Linked DNA regions of Sus scrofa: region 2 is linked to region 1. Evidence: chromatin contacts called from public Hi-C data. All regions are on one chromosome and are shown on one strand. Each heading gives the region's core, a stretch centred on a gene start, on an enhancer-like site or on the middle of the called end of the contact. The rest is flanking DNA. Distances are from core to core; before and after follow the strand shown. Region 1 has its middle 53 kb from the start of IGFBP2. Region 2 overlaps IGFBP2 (insulin like growth factor binding protein 2).

The links. Hi-C and Micro-C count contacts between places; a contact is called where the count stands out from the background.
Region 2: a Hi-C map of liver shows a contact between it and region 1, with 19 times the contacts expected there. The contact joins two enhancer-like sites. A contact is called at or near these places in 5 of 47 Hi-C or Micro-C datasets (embryonic fibroblasts, liver and skeletal muscle).

Annotation. Positions count from the first base shown.
Region 1 is chr15:118,765,277-118,772,082 of Sscrofa11.1, reverse strand. No RefSeq gene overlaps it. Among named protein-coding and RNA genes, the nearest start is that of IGFBP2, 53 kb to the left of the region's middle. Within about 2 kb of position 3,747, at least 3 of the 83 cell types and tissues checked have an H3K27ac peak or open chromatin away from gene starts, as enhancers often do. A contact at or near this core is called in liver, where this site is marked.
Region 2 is chr15:118,849,174-118,856,179 of Sscrofa11.1, reverse strand. IGFBP2 (insulin like growth factor binding protein 2) reads right to left here. Exons shown (of 4, transcript NM_214003.1): 4 at 5,195-5,719. The coding sequence ends at 5,555. Among named protein-coding and RNA genes, the nearest start is that of IGFBP5, 25 kb to the left of the region's middle. Within about 2 kb of position 3,924, at least 11 of the 83 cell types and tissues checked have an H3K27ac peak or open chromatin away from gene starts, as enhancers often do. A contact at or near this core is called in liver, where this site is marked.

The DNA.
Region 1 (6,806 bases), core at 2,498-4,997:
CCCAAGTCCTCAGAAGACTGGGCTCTGGAGCTGGCCCTGTCTATGTAACTGGGGACCATGAATATGACCCTTTCCCTGTCTGAGACTCCACCTCCCCATCGGTCGAATAAAGGGGAGAGATGAGATGATCTCCAAGTTTCCTTCTAGCAAAATATATTTGTGATTTTAGGATTCCAATTGCTAAAGTGTTCCCTACCCTCAAAGAGCTTACTTTTCTGCCAAGGTGAGCAAATTGAGAAGACAATCAATCATGGAATCCCAAGGACAACAGAGCAGAAGCCTTCTACCCAGAAGTCAGCCGAGCTATGGGAATGACAGCACTATGATGCATGTGAATAATGGGGAAGATTTCTTGGAGGCCAGAGTGGGGGTGGGGGGAATGATATGGAAGCTTCCGAAGCTCCAGATTGGAGGAAAGGGAGGAGACTCTGTTGCGTGTTTAGGAAGCGGATTGAATGAAGGCACAGAGAAGGAGAAGGGCATGTCATTCAAAAGAGTTTAACTGAAGGGAGTTGAATAAAAGAAGTATTTACAGGAGATACGGCTTCCTCTTTAGGGAGCCATGAAGGAGATGGAGAGGCACCCAGGGCTCAGCAACAGTGAGGAAGCAATGGCACACTATTTGGGTCAAGGGAGAGAACGCTGTTACCAGAGCCTCAGCAGAGCTAGAGGGAGGGAAGAGGGCCTGGCCAACAAGAGCTACAGCCATGAAGGGTTATAAGGCAGAAAGGGAACAGGGAAATAAATGCTCCATCTTCTCCCTCTCTTCCTGCTTTGGGATCTCCGACCAGACCATCCTACTGGACAATCCAAACAGAAGGCCAAGGCAATGGAGTCTGGGTGCTGTCATCTATGGAGGGCAGCATCCCAAGGCACGAAGCAGAACAGAGGGGGCAGATGGTGGGTCCAGGGGAGGTGGGGGGAAATGAGAATAATCATCCCATGAGGCATCCAGAGAAGAAGAGCGTGGTTTGTACTCTTTCCAAGAAAGCTTGCTTTGCCTCTGTCCAGACGTGAAAGTTGCTGAGTCTCAGAATTCCTGCTTGTGAAATGGGCCGTGCCTGTGTCCTAGAGTGGTAAGGATGGGTCTGTGATATGACAGAGGGAAGGGCCAAGCACAGGGCCTGGTCCACCTTGGAGACTCCTCTTTCCTACCCATGCCCACATGACACTTTGACCAGATTACCTCTCCAGGTGTGGGTCTCCAAATGATCTAATAATTTACATATCTGTTTCCCTCCATCAGTTCATTCATTAAGTGTGTATTTACTGAGCATCACATGTGATTGCTGTACGTACCACAGAGGACAATGCAGATGTGTTCCTTGCCTCTCTCCCCCCTTCCTCACAGACCTATCCCCATCCAGTGTGGGTCCCTGGGTCCTCTCTCCTGATTCTCACTGATTTTATATTTTCAGCATCTCCCTATCACCAACCTCTGACAGAATTGTGAGAATGGTCCTAGGAGGAAAGCTCCCTTGCTTTTAACTGGAGAAGCTGCTACTTAACTTTTCCAGCAACACTGAGCCCAAAAAGTAGTCGGCTTTATTCTGACAATGAGTCTGTGCCAGAATCAGCGATACAGCCATGCATGCAAGAGAGAAGGATCCAGCAAGGGAGACAGAGATGGGAAGACCCTGAGAGCCCAGAGCCTTTCTGAACTGCCATCAGAACACCCCAAGTATGGGGTCATGGGAGTATCCAGAGGTCACCAGATCCAAAGAAACGCATAACTTAGTCTTATCCCTAACACTTTGTGGAGCTGTTTATTGCCTTGCTGTTTTAGTGATCTGTGATTCTATTCAAAGTCCCCCTCTCTCTCCAGGACTCAGTATTTTCATCTGTAACATGAAGAGGTTGGACCAGATGACTTCTAAGTTCCCACTGAAGTGTCTAACTCAGATCGTTTGAGTCTATTGTTGTGGGAAGGCTAATAAGAACGTTAGATCTGATTTTATGGTATTGGATATTCTGGGAGCTTCAATCCTTTTGAAGATTGAAGATTCTGCAGTCTGGGTAATTTCCCTTCCGAGCTACCATTCAAATCTCTTCTGGAAAATAGCCTACACAATTCTCTTTCCACCAGGGGGCTTCAGGGAGGCCTCCAGATCTGCAAACACTGCAAAGAGAGTGTGAATCCAAGAGCAAGAGCTAATTGATGCATTGGCATCTGAGCCCAAGGATTGGCTTGGCCCCCACAGGGGGTGACTGAACTGAAGGTTTAGTCACTTTGGCGATCGAAAGAACTAAACTGAACTTGATGAGAAGTTGAACTTGGAGAATATGAATAAACAACACAATAATAATAGCTCTTTATTGAATGCTTGCAATATGCCAGACACTGTGTGAAGCACTCAGCAAGAATCTCATTTAATCTTTACAACCCTCTGGGGTAGGTATTATTAGTATTCCCAAGATATAGATGGCCAAGTGTAATTTAAAGCCTTAAGTAACTTGCCCCAAGTCCCTCAGCTATTAAGTGAAGGATCTGGATCTGGGACAGCAACCCAGGTCGGCCTGACTCTGAGGTCCCTGAGGAGGCACGTGCTACGCTCTCAGAGCCCCACTGGACTTGGGAAAAGTTCTATTCATCATGTCCGCCTCCGAGGGATGGCTCAGAAGGATCACAATGTTCCGATTTAAAGACCTTTGGGAAAACTTTGCAGATTTTCTGTATTCCTTACCCCACCTCTGGCTGTGTTAATGTCTCAGCCCCCACTCCTTCCCCTGTTTCCAGAGGTCTCTGGGCCATATTAACATGTCTATTTATAAACTCAACTCACTGGCTCCACACTCTCTAGTTGTTTCATTTGGTGTCCTGTCTAAATTCTTTGGGAGGCTCCAGGAGGGGGAGACAGCAAGTTGGGTTAAAGGGAAAAGACCAGGCGGGGACCTATTCAAAAATATGATACACAAGCTCTTTTTGCTACTCATAAGATCCTTCAAGACCCATCTTGATAGGGAGGTTATGAACAAAGGCTTTGGGGGTCAGCTAGACCTGGATTCTAGTGATGGTTGTGAAGCTTCATCTGAGTTACCTCCCTTCTTTGAGCCTCAGCCCCCTCTTCTGTACAATGAGGGAGGAAGAAGTCCATCCAGGGTTATTTTTAGCACTTCTGGAAATCATGCATCTGCAGGGTTTAGCACAGTGCCTACTGCACAGTATGTGCTCCAACCTGGTAGCTGCTATTTGTAGAACGCTCTCATTGGCTGCCTGCTTTGTTCCTTCTCACTTACGCCACGCTGGGTAAAGTGGTGCCCTGTCCTTTCCGATAGGTTCAAAAGCATGCCTGCCTCTGGAACTCCCTTCAGACATGAAGTTCTCCCTTTCCCATTTTGTGAGCAGAAATTGCTCCAATGGCCTTGAGAAGAGCGTGATTGACTAAGGGCTATTAACCTAGTACCAGCTGTGTACAGAACAGAGCACAAGAGGCATGGGGGAAGTTCTAATTATGGAGCAGAGGTTCAAGAGATAAGACTAATACTCATGAGAGAACCAGGCTGTAAGAATACAAGACTGTGCATAACGCTGGTACAGAGGACAAATGCTAACATTGCTTAGGACTTGACTGATGGCTCTTCCAGATCCCAGACAAATTTTCTTCAGAGGCTCGAGAGAACTCAGGGATCTCACCCTTAGTTGACGCACAAATAACCTGAGTCAGGGTCGTGTTGCTGCCACTCCATGTGGTGCCATTGCACGGGCAGTGGCAATGATTTGTGTGTGGGCTGCTGTTTCCATTTCCAGAGGGCAGAGCTCATGTTTGGGCTAGCAGGGTGTTTCCCACTCAATAAACAAGATGTGGCCGCAACAGGATGGGGACAAAAAGGTGAAGGGAAAGATCACTGAACTAGAGGTCAGGGGACTTGGGTCATAATTCCACAATGACCACTAACTTCTTGTATGACCTTGAACTAGTCCCTTGCCCTTCTATGTATAAAATGAGAGAGGTAGCCAGATAGGGTTTTCTGAATTGTGCTCCATGTTCTGGAACTTCTGGAGCTTCAAGGGCACCAGTGGGACAAGAGGACAAGTGAGTGACTGTTTGGGATCCTATGTTATCCCCCTCTTATCTTTCCCTAACTTCAACCAGAACAGCCCCCCATTCACATCTTTTTACATACTGGGTAGCTTTCTTGGAAAAATCCTAACTTATCTCCCTCCACCATATTCCTTTTATGTACAAGTCAGCTGAGTCCCAGAGAGCTAAAGCAACTTGACAAGGTCACTCAGTGAATGGCGGAGATGGTACTAAAATCTCTTTTCTGATAACAGTGACAATTATTTGTTGTCCAAGAATAAATGTCACCAGCTCCTAAGTTCTGAAAAGAGGGGCAAGCTGAAGGTAGGGCAGTGAGTAGGGGTTGGGAATGCATTGGCCAAGGCACCGGAATGCCAGCTCTGACAAAGTCCACCTGAAGTCCGGGCAATGCCCAATGAAGAAACTGACACAGGATTGGGTCCTTGATGACTCCACTCCCTGTTGACAGAGAAAGGGACCCAAGCCAAAGCAAAGAGACTCATTGGTCACCCTGAGGCCTTTCTAGAGGGCTCACCAATTTCTCCACCCTCTAGCTTCTTAGCCCTTGTCCCAGAAGTCAATATAGCATGCTACCAAAGTTCCTTTATTCTTATTTTTTAAATTAATAAATATTAATTTTTTAAAGAAAAAAGGGAGCAGTAAGTCCAAAGAGCACCCATCTACCCCCTCTCTACTCTTGGATTAGTGTGGGACATTTGTTATAATTGATGAACCAATATTGACACATTATTATTCACTAAAGTCCAAAGTTTACATTGGAGTTCACTCTTGGGCTTGTACACTCTAAGAGTTTTGACAAATGCATAGTATCATATATCCATCATTACAGTATCATACAAAGTAGTTTTACTTCCCTAAAAATCCCCTGTGCTACACTGATTGATCCCTCTTTTCTCCCTACCCTCAAACTTCTGGCAACTACTGATCTCTTTCCTGACTCTGTAATTTCACTTCTCCCAGAAGTCACATATTTGGAATCATACAATGTGTAGCTCTTTCAGATCATCTTCTTTCACAGAGTAATATGCATTTGTTTCTCCTGTTTTTCAATGAAAAGCAATAATAATGATGATGCAAGAGCCTGCAAATAAGAAAATAGTTTATTGAAGGGTCTTAAGAATTGCAATTCAGGAGACACGGATTCAGGTAACTACAAAAGAGTGTTCCAGGGAAGAGAAAGAGTCAAGGACTTGTAAAGACAAAAAGCCATGAGGACTTTAAAAATTGCCTGGTAAGAACTTTGATTGACTCTGATGCGTCAGAAAATGTTTGTCCTTTAAGGATTCATGCGTTGTTTTAGGGTGGGGGTCTGATGAATAGATGATCACAAGCTTTTTTTAGACTGTCTGATACGTATCTTGAGTTTTTGGCAGGTGTTTCGGACGACTTCATCAGGTCAAGATGTCAGATTCCACCCAGGCTGAGACATGCATAAGTCACGATTCCTTACTGGCCTCCTCGCCCCATTGGCCCCATTTTGGAGAACTCTCTCAGCAATACAGATTCCATTTTGATTTTCCTTTCACACCTCCATGTCTTTTTTGGAGCTTTTTAGGGCCCCACCTTCGGCATATGCAAGTTCCCAGGCTAGGGGTGGAATCGGAGCTGCAGCTGCTAGCCCACGCCACACCCACAGCTGGACCAGATGTAAGCCACATCTGTGACCTACATCATAACTCACAGCAACGGTGGATCCTTAACCCACTGAGCAGGGCCAGGGATGGAACCCTTGTCCTTATGGATACCAGTTGGGTTCGTTACTGTTGAGCCACAACAAGAACTCGGACCACCACGTCTTTTTGTAGCTTGACAGCTTTTTTTTTTTTTTTTTTTTTTAATCACTGAATAGTATCCCATTGTCTGGATGTATGATGTTATTACAGTTTACTTACCTATTTACCCAGTGAAGGACATCTTGGTCACTTTCAATTTTGGCAGTGTGAAGGAAGCTCTTATAAATATTTGTGTGCAGGTTTTTGTGTAGACATAAGTTTTCTACTCATTTGGGCAGATACCTAGGAGTGTGAATGCCAGATTGTATGGCTAGACACTGTTTATTTTTGTAAGAAACTACTAAACTGTCTTCCAAAGTGGCTGTACCATTTTACATTCCCACTGTCGAAGTCTTTTCATTTGCTATTAAATGTTGTTCCAAGTAAAGGAAAGAGTTTAAACTCTAAATTATTAGCATGAATTTTACTGTTCATTTTTATATTGTGCAATGCCGGTTTTAAATGCAACTATAAAAACATTCACTCATATGCAGAATCACTGTAATTAATTACACAATTTGTATTTTGCAGCTTGTACATGCATGTGTATCCCATTTTCACTCAAAGAGTGGAAATATGGCATAAAGCACATTCTACCCAAAATTTTCTGCCTTCAATTTAGTAAGCAAGGACACAAAAGACAAGGAACTATGCATTGCCCTGTCCCTTTCCTTCTGCCATCATTTCACCATAAATGGGTGGCTAATACAGGAATGTAACAGGAGGAAGAAAGAGTCCTTGGTTGTTCTGTTCCTGAGAATGCCATTGCCTTCTTTCTGCCTTTAAAGCAAGTTGATATGAATGGAAAGCATAGTTTTTCAGGACAGTCAGTCCCCTACAGAGTTGTAGTCATGTTCCTATGGGAGAGGAGTAGGGAATTCTGGTGTTCCGTGGGACTCAAACACCCAGCTTTCATGGCACGCTTATCTTGTACTCACTTTGAGTCTCACTGAACAGCTACACATGGTGTCCACTGGCATGCAGTGCTCCC
Region 2 (7,006 bases), core at 2,675-5,174, 84 kb before region 1:
CCTGCAGGGAGGCTGATGAGTAGGGGAAACCAAAAAAGCAACGTGCAGGAAAGCCATACGAGTCTATATCAGGCCACACAGCCTCACCCGCCCTGGGACTTGTCCTGGCCCCTCCATTGGCAGCTGCTCACCCTACTGTCAGCCATGTCCTGCCTGGGGGTAGCTGGAGACCGACCCTTCTGCCCATCATCCCAGCCCTGGGCCCACTCCGCCATGCCCCCGACCCCTATAGCCTTCACCTACCAACCTCCCGTTCACCTACCCAAGTCGTTTAGGATCTGGCCTTTGTCCCACCCCTCCCTGCACCATTCATCATCCAGGACACCCAGCTCTTTAGTGACCACACATTCACCTGGGGGCCTTGTGTTCCAGGAGGACTGGTCTGGGACCTGGGATTGGGGGCTGGTCCGAGGCCACACTCTGAGAAACACTCTCCCCTCCACAGTCTCACCTGCATCCGCTGAAGCCACTCTCTGAGCCTGGGTACCCTAAAGGGTTACACATGGAAAATCCAAAGATTTCCCCGTCCCCTTCCAATTGCAATCGGCTGTCACAGTGAGAGAAATGGGGCGAGGGCACTGTGATATTTACCTTGTGGAGAACGATGGCCTTCTATCCTCTCCATTCTGTTTTTGGACTCGTCTCCCCTCCCTGGCTCCACTTCCTTCCCTGGGGAGCCCAGAGCCCACGGCTCCTTCTGCTGTCTGGGTCTTGCCTGGCCTGAAGCCCCTTGGCCCTGAATAGACCTCCCCTTGTCACTCCTGCATGGGCCCCTGAGCCCTGCTGGAGAAAGTCCCCTCATCGTGCGGACTGACACCACCACAGAGTTCCCAACTTCAAATCCCACCTGGGGAAGCTCTTCATTCCCCTCTTGTCTACAACACCCTGTTGTGCTTCTCTACACACCGTCTTCTTGCAGAGAAAGCCAAGACCCACCAAGGAGAACGTGCATCTTCTCATCGCCATCCCTCCAGAGTCAGACACAAAGCTATTGCCATGTTCTCCCCCGCACCCATCCCCCAGTCAGTCTTCCTCTGCTTCCCAGGGGTGGCCCCCTTCCTTCACTCTCCCCTGCCGATGCTCCTCCATCTCCTCCATCCCCTGCCCCCCTCTCCTGCTGTAGAGCCAACAGAGGAGAGGGAGAAAGAGGGATGGATAGGAAAGTATCTTGTATTTAGAGCCCATGGAACTTGTTCATGGGATAGACGTCTGGATGAGGATGAGGGAGAGTCAAGGATATCTCCTCTATCCAAAGTCCACCCCACCACTCCCACCTCCCAGCAACTCAAGTTCAACCTGTCCAGACTAAACTCAGGTACTTTGCCTGTCTTGTTCTATCTTCTATCCCAAACCACAAGTTCAAAACCAAGAACAAGATTTGAACTCATCATCTTCCCTCCTAAACGACCCCCCTTCACACCCCCTCTCCTTCTCCTCCCCCACCTCCCTCCACTGTTTGCTGTCTCAGAGAATGGCAGCATCATCTGCCCAGCTGCCCACACCAGACCCTCCTGTACCCCAACATCTAATAAGTCCCCAATGACAGGAACCAGCCACCTCATTGACAGCTCTCCCATCTGTCCCTTCTCTCCATCTTCCTTACCTGGTTCAGGCCATGCTCACTTCTCACCTGGATCACTGCCATTTCCTCCTGCTGGGATGTTCTACCCCCTCCCATGTCCTCCAAGTGAGACGTCACAGTCAGAGTTCACTTTCAAAAACACAGACTCAGTCCTGCCCACCCTCTGCCTAAATCCCTTCCTTGACTCTTGAGAGCTTTGGGTCCAAAATTGAAATCTTTCAGCAAGACACCAAGGTCCTTCCTGGTGGGCCCTTCCGCCTGCATCTCCCACCACCACAGGTAGCCTCAAACATGGGAAGCTCTCCCTGTTCACTGTATAGCTCATGCTGGTTCCTCTGCCTGAGCGCCACCACACACACATGCACACACTCACACACATACCACTCCTTTCCCCCAAATTCCTACTCCCTCCTCACAACTCTGCCTTTGCACCCCTCTGAAACACAGATGTCCCTCCTAATTGCGTTGGGCACACCTCCACCACACCCACAGTCATCAAGTGCCTGGTTCCCTCCACTAGAATATCAGCCCTTTCAGGACAGGGCTTTTTCATCTTTTTCATCTCCATGTCCTTAAACCCTAACACTGAGCTTAGGACACAGTACTCATTGCATGCAGGGAGCATTTATTATATGACAGAAATGGTTTTCTAGTCTCAAAGCCATTCTTGGAGAGAGAAAACATCTCAGTATTTAAAGATGAAACGAATGAGGTTCAGAGTTAGAAAAGTGTCCAAAGTCACATAAGTTGTAAGTAGTAGAGTCCGAATTCTCTTCCAAGACTGCCTTACTTCCAAGCGCTTGCTTTCAACCACCCCGTCTTATGTAGCTAGTATTCCACACACATCTGAAAGATGCAGTCACTACAATGGTGATTCTCCAGATTCAGAGGGTGTAAAAACAGGCAGTCTAGGATCGGTCCTGTGGTTCTAAAATTCAACAAACATCCGTAATTGACTCATTCCGGACTCTTGGGACCACCACTTAAACAAATGACTCTTGCAGTTTCCTGTGTTACCACACGGTGGCAGTATAGCACCAGTGTTTGTCAACTGTCCCTCTAACATTTAAAGAGGAAGTGAGTTCCAGAAGGTAAACTATTGGCTTGATATTGTAGAGATCCTGCCCGACCATCTTCCCATATAAGTGCAATTAGCAATTGACCTCAGAAAAAGTTTCTAGGTCATACTATGCGTCGGTCAGTGTGGTTCCTGTCTCTTGGAGCCACAGCCGAAGGGCTGCTCACATACTTGCAAAATCCTTGGGTTTAGGGTACAAGGAGGTAACATGGTAATAATGGAAATGGCAGGGAGATTGAGGCATCCTCAAGAGTACGCTGGAAATATAATACAGAAAGGACCCATGTGTGTTGGCAACTTTGGGGCGTGGGGGCTGGCATAGGCTGATCCCAGCAATGGCCCCATGATAAACATTCACCTTATACATTCCTATAGTTCTCAAAGCACATTCACATCCATTGTCTTACACTGATACCACCCTGTTATCAGCTGGGTCATAGCAAATATCAACCCTACTGAGGCTGAAACCATCCCATTTAACAGATGAGGAAAACTGAAGCTCAGAGAAGGTGAGTAACATAGCTCCAGGGCAGTGGAATCATAAGTTGGTGGGATAGGATTCAAACCCAGGTGTCCAGCATGCTCCTTGCCTCCTCCCTGGCTCTGCGTTGGAACCTAAATAAATACATACATACGTAGAACGACTTGCCTGTGCTCTGCTCCAGAACCCTCAGGTCAGAATTTCTTTTTCTTTCTCTCTCTCTCTCTCTCTTTTTTTTTTGCCTTTTTTAGGGCCGCACCTGCGGCATACGGAAGTTCCCAGTCTAGGTGCTGAATCAGAGCTACAGCTGCTGACCTACACCACAGCCACAGCAACACGGGATCCGAGCCGCATCTGTAGCCTACACTACAGCTCACGACAATGCCGGATCCTTAACCTACTGAGCGAGGCCAGGGATCGAACCTGAATCCTCATGCATACTAATCGGGTTCATTAACCACTGAGCCACGACAGGAACTCCCAGGTCAGAATTTCTGATGGTGGGCAGCAGCAGGAGTATTTCTTTCAGTGCCCCAGTTGATATAAATGTCAGCCAGGTTGAAAAATCGCTGCCTTTGCTGGAAGAGCCAGCATGTCTGCCCCACCCAGGACAGCAGCCATCGGCTGCCAGCTACAGCTGAGGGGACAGTGGCGGGAGCACCCACCAGTGGACGAAAGGAAATCCACAAAGGGACTGCTGACCCACAGGGCACAGATCCAGCCAGTGCCCAAAGCCCTCCAGGCTCTCTCTGAGCATCCTCCAGCTTTTGCCCACAGGGGGCAGTATAACTCAGGGCTGAGCAGCATCAAGGCTCTGGAGTTTGGGGTCCCAGCCCTGGGTGGTGGAGGTCAGGGCACTTGGGGGGGCCTTTTCCTCATCCATGAAATAGAGCTAATACTAGTGCCTCATTTGTGGGTTCACAACGATTAATGAATAAAGTGCTTCAGGGGTGGCCAGACACCAGGTGATGGTGCAGCCTAGCTGCTCTGGCTGGGGGCGGGGAAGGGGGGAGTCTGTCTGCTTTAGGGGACTTGTTTTTCTTCTCCAAGGAGGAATGAAGCTCATCCCACCCCTGGGATGGGCCCCAGGTGTCCCTCTGCCTCTCCTGAGTTGCTAGATGGAAGGTCAGGAGGGAGGGGAACCAAGCAAAGCTGCCTCTGGTCCCCTCCTCCAGGATGGGAAGGATCAGGCTCCACAGACAAGGGGGAGCGCTCCTTCCCTCATGGTCCCCTGCCAAGGGGGGAGCCCCCTGGAATTTGCCAGGACTGGAGGGGCCAACAGAACCAAGCAGCAGAGCTCTCACACAGGATTTGGCTTCAGACATAGGACCCACTTCTGTGCCCCCGAGTCTTGGACAGCTCCTCGGGCCCCTCAGCAAGCAGGCCTGGATTCTCAGAGGTCACACTGTTGTGAATACACTGGCCCCCAACAGCCCCACTCCCTTTTCTGGGGGGCTGAGTGAAGGTCTCCTCCCACACAACTGGAGAGGGAGCACTCCATGGTTTCAGGGGCCAGAGGACCCCAATTTCACTGTTTCTGGGTTCCCTTCCTCTTGCAGCAGTGTCATGGGAATTGAAAAAGGAAGAAATACCAGCCCCACCCCTGCTTCCCCAAGGCCCACCCAGGGGCAGGACTGGCCAGAGCCCTAGCTGGGAGTCCCCAGATTCCTGGGGTTGTGCTAGAAGTTTCCTCCTGGGTTTAGGACTTGGAGTTCCTTTGTTCTCTTTTTTTTTTTTTTTTTTTTTTTTGTGGATTTATTTTTAATAGTCCCAAACTGGAAACATCGAAAGTGCCTATCAGTTGTTGAATGGATAAGCAAATTCCAGTCTATTCATGAATTGAAATACTACTCTGGAATTGAAATACTACCGTTTCCATAAGCCCTTCCCCCTGCCCCACCCATTTCATTCCTGTTGAGTGGACAACCCATTCTTGCCTCTCCCATTTCCCCCAGGGTCCGGGGAAAGCTGAAGAAAACGAGGCTGGTGAGCCCTGAACCTCGGGATCTCCTTCCCAGGGGGACCCCAAAAGATTCAGCCAAAAGACACACACTTTATTTGTCCTTCCTTTAATCTTAAGCAAAAGAGACACAGGGGTTCAAAAATAAAAATTTCTTTTTTCCCCCTCTCCCAAACCTCTACCCCAGCTCCGCCACTGCAGCCCCCTCCCTCCCCAGCAGGGATTCCAGGAGGGAGGGTGCGGGCATCTCCAGCTGGGCATCTCCAGCTGGGGAGGGGGGAAGGAGGGGGGGACGGGTGCCAAGCTCGGTGCTGGTCTCTTTCCAAATATAAATACGCATGTCAGAACTCCTGGAAAATCCTCCCCCACCCACCACGCAAGCACTCTCCCCGCTCTGCCTGCGTTTGAAGAGGGGTGGGGGTGGGGGGGTGCCAGGCACCGGCTGGCTGTGGTTTACTGCATCCGCTGGGTGTGTGCCCCGCGAGCCCCCTGCTGCTCGTTGTAGAAGAGATGACACTCGGGGTCCCCCCGGATGGTGGGGGCCCCCTGGATCAGCTTCCCGGTGTTGGGGTTCACGCACCAGCACTCCCCACGCTGCCCATTCAGAGACATCTTGCACTGAGGAGAGAGAAGTGGAGGTGGAGGAGGCCGCACTGAAATGCAGATGCCCTTCGGCAGGTCTGGGTGTGCTTGCGGTTCTGCAGGGCTAAGGAGCTCCAGCGAGATGCTGGTGCTGCTGGCCCAGGACCATGCTCTGGTTAGTGGCGTGGCTGCTGGGGATGCCCCAAGGAGGAAAGACATAGCCCCCACCTGCAGGGAGGTCCCATCCAGTGGGGGACCAGTGTACTGGAGGTCAGCCCTAGTGTGAGGCAATATACCCAAATGATAGTAAAATCATCGCTAGCACTGGAGTTCCTGCTGAGGCTCAATGGGTTAAGACCCTGACGAGTATCCGTGAGGATGCAGGTTCAATCCCTGGCCTCACTCAGGGGGTTCAGGATCCAGTGTGGCTGTGAGCTGTGGTGTAGGTCACAGATGCAGCTCAGATCTTACATGGCTGTGGCTGTGGCGCAGGGGGGCAGCTGCAGCTCTGATTCGACCCCTAGCCTGGGAACTTCCATATGCCACAGGTACGCCCTAAAAAGAAAAAGAAAAGAAAAATGTTTTTTAAAAAATCAGCTCTAGCACACATCCTACCATGTGCCAGGCATGGTGTAAGCTATCTACACATGGCTTGCTTACAGTTCCTGTCTAACGTATGTATTCATTTAATCCTCACAACCGCCTTGTGAATTAGGTACCATTACTTTACCCCTTGACAGACCATCAGAAGGAAACACAGATGGGTTCAGTAACTCGTCCCACATCACAGAGCTAGTAAGAGCCATCGCTGCGATGCCAATGCAGGCACTCCCCTCCCAGGTCCCTGCTCTTCCCCAAAACCCAGCTCCTCTTGCAAATCCCTGCAGTTCTCCACAAGGCTCAGTGTGCAGGCTGGTTTTCTATAGAAGAGATGGCTATTTCTTCTTTTGTGCTCCAAATGCAGTAGCTGGCTGCCATTTAGAGGGCAGGCACATGAACCAATAGCTTTTAATGTTAGACTGATATTTCGAGGGGCAAGATGCCTGGGCCGTGTAGGACGTGGGGAAGTGAGACCCCCCCCACCGCGGGATCAGCAGAGCCTGTACCCCATCCCCTGGCTTTGCAATCTACCCTTTCAGTCGGTTTGACAGCCTGCTAGGATCACCAGGGGAGCTTTGAAAATCCGGTGCCCAGAAAGCCCCCCAGACTCACAAAATCTGGATCTCTGGGAGGAGGGCCAGGGCATCGTATGATTTGAAGCTCCCTAGAAGACCCCACTGTGCAGCTGGGCTCAGAACCCCTGCTGGAAAACAGAATGGCTGG